2 separate regions of the Sus scrofa genome follow, and region 2 is linked to region 1. A link is a contact called in public promoter capture Hi-C data. All regions are on one chromosome and are shown on one strand. The core of a region is the stretch at or near the end of the contact, and the rest is flanking DNA. Distances in the headings are between cores, read along the strand shown. Region 1 holds the start of C3H16orf71. Region 2 holds the start of LOC100513346 (coronin-7).

The links. Promoter capture Hi-C pulls out the DNA fragments that hold promoters and counts their contacts.
Region 2: a contact with region 1 is called in a promoter capture Hi-C map of liver, with 2.6 times the contacts expected there. The contact joins the promoter of LOC100513346 here to the promoter of C3H16orf71 in region 1.

Annotation. Positions count from the first base shown.
Region 1 is chr3:37,660,785-37,667,624 of Sscrofa11.1, reverse strand. C3H16orf71 reads left to right here and starts at 2,128. Exons shown (of 10, transcript XM_013995684.2): 1 at 2,128-2,203; 2 at 4,319-4,475; 3 at 4,935-5,063. The coding sequence starts at 4,353. ANKS3 (ankyrin repeat and SAM domain-containing protein 3) reads right to left here and starts at 3,443. Exons shown (of 17, transcript XM_021086672.1): 1 at 3,307-3,443. The coding sequence starts at 3,369.
Region 2 is chr3:37,922,430-37,929,527 of Sscrofa11.1, reverse strand. It overlaps LOC100513346 (coronin-7), which reads right to left and starts at 1,426. Exons shown (of 31, transcript XM_021086695.1): 1 at 1,253-1,426. The coding sequence starts at 1,312.

The DNA of each region.
Region 1 (6,840 bases), core at 879-3,378:
GCAAGAGGGAACCTGGGGGTGGTAGACTTCTCCTACATCCTGACTGGTGAACTCATGACTACACGTTTATCAAAACTCACAGACCTCAACACCAAAATGAGTGAATTTACGGTGCATAAATTTTTAAAACAAATTTTGAAAAAAAAAAAAAAAAAGCCCCAGGACAGAAACCAGGATGGGACTGGTGTATAGGAAAGGCCAACTGACTAGGAATCCACCAGCATTCCCTTGAAACTGGGAGAGATGACGGGGACGGGCTAGACTAGTAAATGTGTGGGGTGACACCTTCCCCGAGATGGGACACCAGGATGAAGACTTCGAGGAATCCTAACTCATCAAACCCACGTCATCAGCTTCCTAGTAGAACTCTTATCCCCGGAGAGACATCTGTCTCCTTTTCTCTTCTGGGTGGAGGGAAGAACAAGGACAAAAGTGTGGAAAAGGAAGAGAAGGAAAAAAAAGAAAACCCCTTCCAGTTCAGGGGACCCGAAAGTACAGGTGCACAGGCGCCATGAGCACCTCTGTCACTACTAAAGAATGCTTCCAAGCACGAGGGGACAGCCAAGATGGCCAAATAACAAACAAGCCACCAGCTAGGGGAACAGTCCGGCAGCCCTTGGCCAGAGTATGTGTAATCAAGTTCAGAGCAAAGCCTGCTTCCTGGATCCTCCACACCACACCGGTGGGCGAGAGAGCAACCAGCTCTCTCGCTCTGCAGGTGGGAACCCCCAACCTGAACAGTCCTGGCCACAGAGCCTGGATAAGGATCCAAAGCTGAGCATCAGTTCAGTTCTCCTTTCACTGGATCCCTCAAACCTTCTTTGGGTGTGTCTCTTCTACTCTGCATACGCCTTCCAGGGTGAGACCCAGGTTTTATTGGAGACTCACCTGTCTGACACCTTTCCCATCGCTAAGAGGCAATGAGAACCAGACCCCCACTCAAGGAGCCCGAGGAGGGAGAACTGGGAGGCTAAGAGAGCATAAAGCTACTACTACTTCCTTTCTCACCCTGCCACACGCCAGCTGCTCTACAATGATGGGGTATTGGTTATGAACAAAATTATATTCAAGCATGTACCACGGTATACTTGAAGAAAATCTACACATCGCTTCCAAAACTAATTTGAAGGAAGTAGCACTGTAAATACTACATTTTAATTCTCGTTCTACCTTTGTGTCCTATCCATCCTGCAAAATGCTAAATTATGTTTGTTTGTTTGTTTTTAATTTTACGGCCGCACCTGCGGCATATGGACGTTCCCGGCCCAGTGACTGAATCCCAGACGCAGCTGTGGCAACGCGGGATCCTTCAACGCACTGCGCCACAGCGGGAACTCCAATATCCGTTACTTCTGAAATAAGCAAAAAAAATCAACAACAAAATGACGCTGGTGATAACTGTCACGCTCGCAGGGAGGAGTTCTGGAAAAGCCCGAGGGCACCCGGTCCCGCCCCGGGGCATAGGTCCTCCGCGGGGCCGGGTATCCAATCTCGTTCTCAGACCCTGGGGAAGGAACCTAGGGAATAACCGGAGCATCTACAGCACTGACATCCCTTGGCGCCTCCTCCCAGAAACCCTACTCGGCACTTGGCTTTATCCTCCCCGTTCTCCAGCTGCAAAGCGGAAGCTCAGAGTCTGAAACTCCTGCAGCGAGCCAGCCACACCGCTGGGACGCCCCGCGGGTGGGCAGCAGGTGCGGGCACCAGGCAGGGCAGGGCCGCCGCGGAACCTACCTGCTCTGGGCCTCGGGCCCTGGGCCGTCCTGGGGCTGCCGCCAACCCGCGTCCGCTCGCCGCGGCGCTTCCCCAGCTGCGCCCGCCGGAGGAACCCTCCACGCGGGCCGCCGCCACAGCCTCCAAATCCCGCCGCCCTGCTCCCGCCCCGGAAGTGGTTGCGGGAGGCGCGGAGCACGCCGGGACGCTCGCGGGTCTGCGGGGGAGTTCCAGGGGCTGTGGAGTTCGTCATTCCCGCTCCCGGACCTTCCGGTCAGCTCGCCCAGCTCATTGTGTGACGCCAGGGGCAGCCAATGATCAGGGGGGAGTAGCCTTGCCCCGCCCCCCCACTGGCCAGGAGAACCAATCTTGTTTCAGGATAGGCAGGACGCGCCAAGTCCCGGAGGAGGAGCGGGGGAGGTTGGGAAACGGTTGGCAGTCCAGTAACGTAAGACTGCTGAGCGGAGATACGAAGGCGGCGAAAGCCCCTGTAATTGCCCTGCGATCCGAGGGGGAGAATAAGACAGGAGGGCTGCGATCGAGGCTGTTTATAGCCCTGTTGCGACTGCGCTGGGAGGGGAGGCTGAGGCTTAGGTCGGTGGTGAGTGGCCTCGGGCCTACCGCAGCTGCAGAGATAAATGTTGAGAGTTGGACGGAGCGGGCGAGAAAGAGGGGCTGGGAGTCGGTGGGAGGACGCGAGAAAGGTTTTCAGGTTTCCGAGCTTTAAAATTTAAAAACTCGGAGTTCCCGTCGTGGCGCAGTGGTTAACGAATCCGACTAGGAACCATGAGGTTGCGGGTTCGATCCCTGCCCTTGCTCAGTGGGTTAACGATCTGGCGTTGCCGTGAGCTGTGGTGTAGGTCGCAGACACGGCTCGGATCCTGCGTTGCTGTGGCTCTGGCGTAGGCTGGCAGCTATAGCTCCGATTCGACCCCTAGCCTGGGAACCTCCATATGCCGCGAGAGTGGCCCACGAAATAGCACAAAGACCAAAAAAATTAAAAAAATAAAAAAAAATAAAATTTAAAAACCCGACCTAGGAGGACGTTGGCGTCTAGTTGTCATAACAACTAGCCCCAGGCAGTGGGAAGGGGTGGGGTTTGGGGCGGGGCTAACGGGCCGCCGCCAAGAAACGGACGCAGAGGCAGTCAGGATTCCCCCGGACTGGATCTGCTATTTCGCGTAGTGTTTTGACGTAATCCTTACCAGCTGGGTGAGCGGAGCTCCTCCCCCTGGCGTTCAGGACCCTTCCGATCTGGTCCGTTTGCACGTCATTTTCCAGTAACTGAAACCTTCCTCCCCCAACTTGTTGGCAATTTTCACTCCTCTGAGCTCTTACCTGCTCTTCCCGCAGGCTGCAATGCCTTTTCCTCCCCTAGTGCTTTATCCTCCTGGGGAACAGCAGTAGTAGTCACCTCTGGTAGTCCCTCTCACCCAGGTGATTTTGTTGCCCTCTGATCTGCTCCCCCAGCCAGAGAACACCCCGTGATCTATCTACCAGATGCATCCTCACTCTGCTCTTCCCAGGTCAGAGTGCACCAAGCTCCTGCCCCCGCTCCTGTGAACGCAGAAAGAGCAAGACACCCCCACTCACCTCTCCTGCTTCTTCCCTGTTGGGGGCCATTGCTGGGGCAGGAGTGTTCTTTTCCCACTGCATAGTTACAGAGGCCTCTCAGGCTGCAAGTACTCTCCAGACGCTGGCTCTGAAGAACCATCAAGCCACATCTCAAAGCCCCCTTGATCCTGAGAGACTGGGCCTTCTCCTGTTAGACTCTGGGATTAAAGAAAAAGGGGGGGTTGTATAAGGAGTTAAACTGAGTGTCAACTCCCCCCCCCCAAAAAGTGTCTTGGGGACTCCAAAGTGTCTCTAGTCTGTTCCTTTGTAAGGCAGCAGTAAAGGGCGGTTGAGCTTGAAATACCCTCTGACTTGGATACAAATTCTGTTTTTAGGGCCACAGCTGCAGCATATGGAGGTTCCCAGGCTAGGTAGGGGTTGAATCAGAGATACAGCTTCTGGTTTACACCACAGCCACAACAGTGTGGGATCTGAGCTGCATCTGCGACCTATAGCTCACGGCAACACCAGATCTTTAACCGAGTGAGGTTCATGGATACTACTCAGGTTCTTAACACGCTTAGCCACAATAGGAACTCCACAAATTCTGTTTTTGCTTTTACTAATAATATAACCTCTCTGAGCCTATAAAATGTAGACAATAATAGTGTCTTTGTTATATGGGATATATATAGTTTACACATATCTATACATCATCACATGTATCATTCTGTATATCATGTCCATATATCTACATATCAAGTACATATTACATATCATTACACATCAATGCATATATCTATATATTATCACACATCATCATATACATCTGCAGGTGCCATACTACACTACACACACACATGCACTCACAAAGCATGGCAGGCACAGTGCCTGGCACTCAGCAACAGAAACCTGCAGACCAGAAAGGAGATGGGGTGGGAGGTCTGCCAACCTGTTTTCATCCCCCGAGGGGTGGCATATGCTTTGAAAAGGCAGCCCCCTGAGCTTTTGACACTTTGTCCTCTCGCCTCATTCCCTTGTCCTACGGAAGGCTCCTTGGATGACAGCGTGCTGCGAAGCATCCCATGGGCCCGGCCCCCATGGCATTCCACAACAAAGACGTGGGACCCCTATCGCCCTCCCCCTGGGATGCCATCCTGGAGGCCGTCAGGGAGCAGCTCCCGTCTCTGGACTCTGATTCATCCTTGGTAGGCAACTGCCTTCTTCCTAGGTCTTCCTAGGCCCCCACTGCACTGTCCAGGCTGACCAAGGACAGCTTTGGAGCTTGTTGGCTCAATGTCACATAAGTAAAGCCCCAGGGCTCCCTGTCGTAGGAGGGGATGGGAAGAGTCTGCTCTTTCAGTCATCCTCACTGCCCTGCTCATTCAGTGCCAGGCATAAACTAAGCAACTGTTGTCCCCTAGGTCTTAGGGGTGACAGGTATGTGCAGAACGGGGACCCCTGGGTCTCACCTCCACCAGATGGTGCTGCTGAGCCTCATCCTAAGTCAGCGGCAGGAACCAGCCAAAGCAAGGCCCTTTGGAAGAAAACTGGTCTCCCCAGCTGCAGGGCAGGGTGGTGGGGGTGCGGGGAAGCCGAGGCCCTCCTGGCTCTGTCTGCTGCGCTGCCGCTGCCATGTAATCCAAAGCCCTCTCATTTGTCCACAGTCAGACTGCGAGGAAGAGGAGCTGTTCATCTTCCAGCGAGATCAAACCACCCTGATTCCAGACTTGTCAGAGGAACTGGCTGAAGACTGTGCTGGGCCCTGGGTCACTCCCTCTGGGTTTCCTCCTGAGGTCTGTGCAATGCGGGCTCCAGGGGTCCTTGAAGCCAGGACCCTTCCAGCAGAATAGGGTGTGGGTGTCCATGATGCTCAGACAGCACTGTGGGTCTAAAGAGGTCTCGCATCTCTGCACGCCCAGGCCTTTTTCTAGGCACAGCCCAAGGAGTTCGGACACCAAGCATCTAATGACCTTGTACACAGCACACTCTCATAGGCTGGGGTGAGGCCTTGATTTCTATCCTGTTTTGCCACCTACTCTTCGCCTTGGTGGTCCCTCCATACACACAAACACACACACTCACTCACTCCTACCAGCTGTCCTAGTTTCTACCTGGGCTGTCTGACCACTGTCACAATTTGTTGGCATAAACACCTCCCTTAACCCAGCTAGCTTCAGGATCCTCCTAAGATCCTGAGCTCCCTAAATACCTGTTGATTGTATCAGGGCAACAGTGGGGATTCAGAGATGAGCAGTGTCCCTGGCTAGGGAGGTGAGATGAACTCAAGAAACAGAAAACTCTGTGCATTGTAGCTGCAGTCAGTGCCAGATGGAGTGAATTTTCCATCTTCTTGTCTCCCTATTTCCCAGGGCACCAGGTAAGACCAAGAGCTCTTATCTAAAATTAATGGCATGGGGGAGTTCCCATTGTGGCACAGCAGAAACAAATCTGACTAGGAACCATGAGTTGAGGGTTCAATCCTTGGCATCGCTCAGCGGGTTAAGGATCTGGCGTTGATGTGAGCCATGGTGTAGGCTGCAGACACAGCTTGGATCCCGAGTTGCTGGTGGCTATGGTGTAAGCCAGCAGCTGTAGCTCCAATTAGACCCCTAGCATGGGAACCTCCATATGCCGCAGGTGTGGCCCTAAAAAGCAAAAAAAAAAAAAAAAAAAATTTTTAATAAAATTAATGGCATGGAGTTCCCGTCATGGCTCAGAGGAAACAAACATGACTGGTAGTCATGAGGACGCAGGTCCAATCCCTGGCCTTGCTCAATGAGTTAAGGATCCAGCATTGCCGTGAGCTGTGGTGTGGGTCGCAGACACGACTCAGATCTGGCGTTGCTGTGGCTGTGGTGTAGGCAGGTGACTACAACTCTGATTTGACCCCTAGCCTGGGAACCTCCATGTGCCGTGTGTGTGGCCCTAAAAAGACCAAAAAAAAAAAAAAAAGTAAAATTAACGGTTTGATGCTTAAAGTCACCTGCTGGCTCTATGACCAGAACCCATCAATGGCGTTTCATCACTGGCAAGCCTCTCACATGTCTGCTGGGCTCTTGATGTGTCTTGGCTCCAGAAGAAACCTAGCCCAATTATAAACATTATGACTCGTTATCACTCAGTGACTAGGGGAATGGGTTAGTTAAAGCAGTGGAAGGTGATTTTATTGGGTAACCACGGACAGCAGGGCAGAGCTGAGCTCCATCTGATGTGCAGAGGGTGACGGGGTGTTCAAAGGGAGAGTGAGGGAGGGGGCGAGGGGGGCTCCGTAGAGGCATAAAAGTGAGAAACCACAAACCGCAGGTGTCAGGGAAGAGGCGATTCCCAGGTGTGACTACTCGCTGGCAGGTGTGGAAGCTGGAGTCTATCCTCCCACAGAGAAGGGAGGCAGAGGCCCTGGTCGCTCCCGATGAGTACATTTCAAAGGCCCAGCTCTCAGGTCTGTGAGAGATGCTTCTGGGGTCTAATAGGCACATATTCAGAATTATAAGCCCTTTCTAGTAAATGGCCTAAGAAAGGGAGGTCAGGGGCTTCTCATTGGGAGTTGCCAAAAACAGAGTAAATTCTCAC
Region 2 (7,098 bases), core at 177-2,676, 260 kb before region 1:
CTTAGCTTAAATGTCACTTCCTTCCAGGAGCCTTCGTGAACCACCGGATGGACGTTAACCCCACCTCTAGGTTCATCTCCATTTTCAGGCTAGCCTCATGTGTGTTCTTCAGCGCAATTTTTATTTTATTTTATTTTATTTTTTTGGTGGTTGCACCCATGGGACGCAGAAGTTCACAGGCCAGGGATCAAATCTATGCCACAGCTGTAATCAGAACCACAGCAGTGACAATGCTGGATCCTTAACCCGCTGAGCCACCAGGGAACTCCCCCAATGCACTTATTAAAAGCTGCATCGCCCTTGCATGTCTGTCTGCTTGCTGGCTGTCTCCCTCATGAAACTGTAAGCACCACAGAGGAAGGGAAATGCTGCTGTGTTCACCACTGCGGTTTCAGCAGCTGGACACTGCACATGGGACGCGCCCAGGAAATACTGCCCAGAGAATAAAAGCCAGACTTCTGCTGCAGGCTACTTTGATGTGCGATGGCCCCAGAGGGGGTCCCCAGAGGTCAGTTCCTTGGCCATTTATTGGAAGACCTTTCTTCCCAGTCCTTTCAAATAATGTTTCACTGCAGACTAGGGCTGGTATCATCTCTGAAGCAAGTCCTTCATCAGGCTTGCTGCCCTTCTAGGGATTCGAGGTGCCCACCACCACCTGGTTCAGCTCTTCCTCTGGGCTCCACCTGCTGGGGTTTCCCCAGGCCCCACCCAGCCCTTGGCAGCATCACCCCTAGTAAGGGAAGAGCTCTGGCCAGCCACGAGAGGAAGCGCCGAGGAAGCGCCGGCGGAAACCCGAGGGAGGGGCGCGCCTCTGGCCGAGGAGCTCCCCTTCTCCAGCAGACACACCCAGACTAGCCGAGGCCAAGGCAGAAAAGGGCATCTCTCTCACACCCAGGCCCAGGGCACGGGCGATCTGGGCGTCAGGAAGGAGGAGCCGTGGCTTCGGGTCGAGGCCGACCGGAAGCCGGGAAAGCAGGCTGCCTCGTAGGCCTCAGGCCTCAGCCCCGCCAGGCGGGCTGCACCGCCTCGGGGGTCCCTGGGGCAAGGCATCCGGGCCAGCAGACCGCGAGGCTCATTCAGAATGTAGAGTGTCCCAAGAACGCCAGGCTCTGACTGCCGGGCGGCAACCGGACGGCCCAGACGCTGGCCCGGGCCTGAAGGGGGCGCCCCGGGTCAGGCAGGCTCCGGGGGTCCCTTGCAGGGCCAGGGGAGGGGGAGCCGCCAGGCAAGGGGCGACAGCATCCAGGCTCACCTCCCGGCGGGGCGGCCGAGCTTCCGTGTGCCGAAACTTGGACACCTTGAAGCGGTTCATGGCTGCTAGGACCGCGGCGGGCGCAGCTTCGAGGACTCGGGCGTAGGCTCTCAGGTGCACTGCAAGCAGCCGCGACTCCCGCCGCCTCCGGCCCCACCCGCAGCCAGACGCTCGCGGCCACGCCCGGACGAGCCCCAGGCCAATCGCAGCCCACTCCGGCCCGCCGGACCACGCCCCCAGCCTCTCTCCCTCCGCGCGCAGGCCGAAGGCCCCGCCCATCTACCAATCGCCGCTCGGCTGCCTCCCGCGGCCACGCCCCAGTACCCAAAGACTTGCGGCGCGGGCGGGGAGGTCACGTGCGGCGCGCTGTCCGCCCCCGGCCCAGCAGGGCGTACCGGAATGGGGGCTGCAGCTGTGAGTTTGTGTGCAGCGATTTGCACCGGGAGGCTTTCGAGTGTGTGTGCGGGGCATGCCCTTCCCAGGGAGGAGAGGGCAAAAATGAATTAGCTACATTTCAGAGAAGGCTTTTAGGGAGAGAGGCACCGTTGGCCCAGGTCACACTTGAACGTGGCAGCGAAGGGGAGCCCAGGTCTGATGCACATCCTTGTCTGTGGGGCCTAGTCTAAAGGCTCCGCATACCACCCACTCTTAGATCAGGCGGTCTCGGTGAGAGCGGGGATGGGGCCTTCAGCGTCCCCTTATTAGGGCAAGTCTTTGCTGCAGGCCTTGGGCTTGATGGGGCTAGCCTCCTCGCAGGAAATCAGTCAATTACAGATAAGCAGAAAGAGCGAAAGATAAGGGCTGTGGAGAATCTCTTAAATAGCAGATATGCCCAACCGGCGCTGCTTGCTTTGTCCCTGGACAAATCTGAAGAGAAGACAGCAAGTTCATTCCACCTGGGGCCATTTGTTCCACAATCATTTCTCATCACTTTGAAAACTGACTCTGTGACTCCAGAATGTGCTTTCTGCTGAGAACAGACAGAAAACACCTGCTCGGGCGTGTCTGGAAAAGGGACTTTGATCCGAGGAATGCAAATGATTGGTCTCAATGGCCAGCTGCTGTGAAAATTCACCTTCTTCAGCTTGCTGCAGAAAACAGCCTCAACCCAGGCAGTGTACCTAGAGGGCAATTCTGAAGGTTTGGCCTGGTGGTGAGCGCGAATGGGCCCCAAAATGCAAGGTCTTTTCTCCAGGTAAACTGGGACGACACAGAGGCCACTTATTTGAGTGAAGAGCGACTTTGATCTCTGTAAGTTTAAAAAGAGATGTCAGCAGAGGTGACTGAGGCCTGTGATTTGGAATTGTAAGCAGTCTGGCAGCCACTGAGTGCAGCATCCTCTTCAGACTGGAACTCCAGCAGCTTTGGAAAAGGCACCATCAGTGTGGTCTTGAGGTGGTTATGGTGTTCAATTACTGCAGATAATGCTTTTGGTCTGTTTGTTTGTTTGTTTTCCTAATTGTGGCCAAAAAAAAAAAAACCATAAAATTATTTTAACTTTTTTTTTTTTCTTTTTTAATGGCTGCACCTGCAGCATATGGAAGTTCCTGGGCCAGGGATCAAATCCAAGCCACAGCTGCAACCTACAGGGATCCTGCAATGTTAGATCCTTAACCCACTGCTCTGGGCCTAGGACTGAACTGGTGCCTTCACAGAGACAAGCCAGGTCATTAACCCACTCTGCCACAGTGCAGAGATGCTGATGATCCTGTTGTGCCACAGCAGAAACTCCTACAGATATGTTTTAAAAATTGGAAAGCTTTGGAGTTCCCACTGTGGCTCAGTGGGTTAAGAACCTGACTGGTATCCATGAGGATGTGGGTTGGATCTCTGGCCTTGCTCAGCTGGTTAAGGATCCAGCATTGCCATGAGCTGTAGCATAGTTTGTACGTGCAGCTTGGATCAGGCCTTGCTGTGGCTGTGGTATAGGCCATCAGCTGCAGCTCTGATTCAACCCTTTTGCTGGGAACTTCCACTTCTACAGCTGCAGCCTTAAAAGGAAAAAAATTATTTTTTTTAATTGGGAAGCTTCGGAGTCCCATCGTGGTACGGCGGAAACAAATCCAACTAAGAACCATGAGGTTGCAGGTTCGATCCCTGGCCTTGCTCAGTGGGTTAAGGATCCAGTGTTGCCATGAGCTGTGGTGTAGGTCGCAGGTGTGGCTTGGATCTGGCGTTGCTGTGGCTGTGGCATAGACCGGCAGCTGTAGCTCCGATTAAACCCCCAGCCTGGGAACCTCCATATGCTGTGGGTGAGGCCCTAAAAAGAAAAAAGAAAAAAAAATGGGAAGCTCCCCTTCACGGCTCAGCAGTTAACAAGCCCGGATAATATTCATGAAGATGCAGGTTCAATCCCTGGCCTTGCTCAGTGGGTTAAGGATCTGGCATGTGGTGAACTGTGGTGTAGGTCGCAGATGCGGCTCGGATCCTGTGTTGCTGTGGCTGTGGCGTAGGCTGGCAGCTGTAGCTCTGATACAACCCCTAGCCTGGGAACTGCATATGCCACAGATGCAGCCCTAAAAAAGCAAACAAAAATAAAAATGAAAAACTGGGAAGCTTCAAGGAAGTTTGGATTTCAACATCTCTTGCAAAATGGAAGGATGCAGCAACACTACATCTCCACATAGCTCACAGGGGCTGGCGGAGTTCCCTGGTGGCTGGCAGTTATTCAGCATTGTCACTTCTGCGCTGTTCGTTCAATCCCTGGCCTGGAAAGTTCCGCATGCCAAGGGCATGGCCAAAAAAAAAAAAGATGACACTTCTCTACTCTGAAAGTCAGATCAAAATGTGGATCAAATTTCAGTAAAGGGAGTGTCTTGTTAGTTTGGTGCCTGGAGGGATGATTTCGATTTCTCAGGTCCTATTTCCAAGGGTAATTAATAATGAACAAGAGGAGTTCCCTAGTGGCTCAGTGGGTTAAGGATCCTGCAGTCTTACTGACTTGGCTCAGGTCAGTGCTGTGGCCCCTGCTTGAGCCCTGGACCCAGAACTTCTGCATGCTTCAGGTGTGGCCAAAATAGTTAAAATTAGGAGTTCCCATCATGGCGCAGCAGAAATGAATCCGACTAGGAACCATGAGGTCACGGGTTCGATCCCTGGCCTCGCTCAGTGGGTCTAGGATTCGGTATTGCCGCGAGCTGTGGTATAGGTCACAGACGTGGCTCAGATCTGGCATTCCTGTGGCTGTGGTGCGGAGTGGCACTACAGCTCCAATTGGACCCCTAGCCGGGGAACCTCCATCTGCTGCAGGTATAGCCCTAAAGAGACAAACAAACAAACAAAAAAAAATTTTTAAATAGCATAATAGCAAATAAGAATTTGGGAGTCCAATATAGTGAAGTCCTCATTCAAGAAAACTCGAAACACTTCCTGTAACTTAAGGAAGGGACATCAGCAGAAAGAAAAACGAGCAAGAAGAAAGCAAAAAATCCACACCTGAAAAAACTGAAGAGCCTTAGGATGATGTGTCTTTATTTTAACTGTGATGCCAAAGAAAAGAAGTTTCCAGGAGTTCCCATCATGGCTCAGCGGAAATGAATCTGACTAACATCCATGAGGACGCAGGTGCAATCCCTGGCCTCTCTCAGTGGGTTAAGGATCCAGCGTTGCCATAAGCTGTGGTGTAGGTTATAGACGCGGCTTGGATCTGGCGTTTCTGTGGCTGTGGTGTAGGCTGGTAGCTACAGCTCCGATTCGACCCCTAGCCTGGGAACCTCCATATGCTGCAGGTGTGCCCCTAAAAAGACAAAAATTAAAGAAAGAAGGAAGAGAAGTTTCCAGAGTTCCCTCATGGCTCAGTGGGTTAAGGATCTGGTGTTTTCACAGCTGTGGCTCTGGTTACAGCTGTGGCATGGGATTGATCCCTGGCCTGGGAACTTCTGCATGCCTCGGGCAAGGCTAAAAACAACAACAACAAAAAGTTTCCAACATGATGTTCACTTAATCTTTCGTCAGGTCAGTTGTTTCCATTAATGAGAATTTTTACAAGCTGGACCCAGCTTCACTGCCGACAACAAATTTAGATCTAGTTATCTGCCCCTGAAATGGTTGTTTATTAAAACACACATTGAAAACATTTTTAGGGAGTCCCCGTCATGGTGCAGCGGAAACGAATGCGACTGGGAACCATGAGGTTGTGGGTTCGATCCCTGCCCTTGTTCAGTGGGTTAACGATCCGGTGTTGCCGTGAGCTATGGTGTAGGTTGCAGACGCGGCTCGGATCCTGTGTTGCTGTGGCTCTGGCGTAGGCTGGCGGCTACAGCTCCGATTGGACCCCTAGCCTGGGAACCTCCATATGCTGCAGGAGCGGCCCAAGAAAAGGCAAAAAAAAAAAAAAAAAAAAAAAAAAAAAAAAAAAAGAACCCAACTAGTATCCATGAGGATGTGTGTTCAATCCCTGGCCTCACTCTATGGGTTAAGGATCTGGCTTTGCCATGAACTGCATTGTGGGCCTCAGCTGCAGCTCCATTTCCACCCCTAGCCTGGGAACTTCCCTATGCTGCAGGTGTGATAGAAAAAAAACATTTTTAGGGAGTTTCCTTGTGGTGCAGAGGGTTGAGGATCTGGTGCTGTCACTGCAGCAGCTCAGGTTGCTGTCCTAGCACCACAGGTTTGATCCCTGGCCTGGGAACTTCTGCATGCCATGTGTGTGGCCAAAAAATATATATATATACATAATTTTTTTGTGTATTTATATATAAGCCCTGCCTTGTTTATTTCAGGAGATGGTACGGAAGGGCAAGTGTAGTTATCTCAGCACAGGAGCAATTAAACAACAAAATACATTTCAAAAATTGGGAAAAACATGACAGTTCACTTTGTGTTATTTTGTTGTTTATGGGGGCGGACATGTGTATTCTGGGGCTCTTAAGTTTTACTACATCCAGTCCTTTATTTTGAATTTTCCAATTAACTGGCAAAATCTTTTAAAAGAAGCACAAAATTTTGAGTTCTCTTGTGATGCAGCGGGTTAAGAATTCTGTGCTGTCACTGTAGCAGCCTGTGTCACTGCTGTGGCACAGGTTCCATCCCTGACCCAGGAATTTTTATATGCTGCAGGTGCAGCCAGAAAAAAAAAAGGATATTTATTGTCCCCAGACCACCATCAACTCAAGATGATTCAGGAGGCACAGACCAAGAATCACTACTGTGATGTCCCAAGTTTGTAATTACAATTACTAAATTGTTTTACTAAATTGTTTTTCTGTGGTGACAGCAGTGAGAGAAACACACACAGGCCAAAGCCACTCTCACTAGGGAGTCTTGCCAGAAGCTTCATGTGTTCTGTCCAGGGCAGTTTTCTCCTCTTTTTTTGTCTTTTTGTCTTTTTAGGGCTGCACCCGTGGCATATGGAGGTTCCCAGGCTAGGAGTTGAATCGGAGCTACAGCTGCTGGCCTACACCACAGCCATAGCAACAAGGGATCTGAGCTATGTCTGCGACCTACACACAGGTCACGGCAAGGCTGGATACTTAACCCACTGAGCGCAACCAGGGATTGAAATCAAAATTTCATCATTCCTGGTTGGATTCGTTTTTGCTGTGCCACAACGGGAACTCCGGTTTTCCCCTCCTTTAATAGCGACGCTGACTCACTCCATTCCCTCAGGACTCTCTGCTTCATAGGAGGAAATAGGGGCCCCCCAGCAATTGGCCTTCCTGCTACCCCCTAAAACAAGAACAATCTCCTATTCAATGTGGAGGATCTTGACTCTTAATCACTGTGGGGAAATAGATGGGGGACTAAAATGCCAACAAATGAGGAAGTTACCAAGCTGAGCTGAGCAAGTTTTCATATTAGTGAGCGCTCCTGTAGTTCCTAACTGACTCTGAGATGTAAATGGCCGT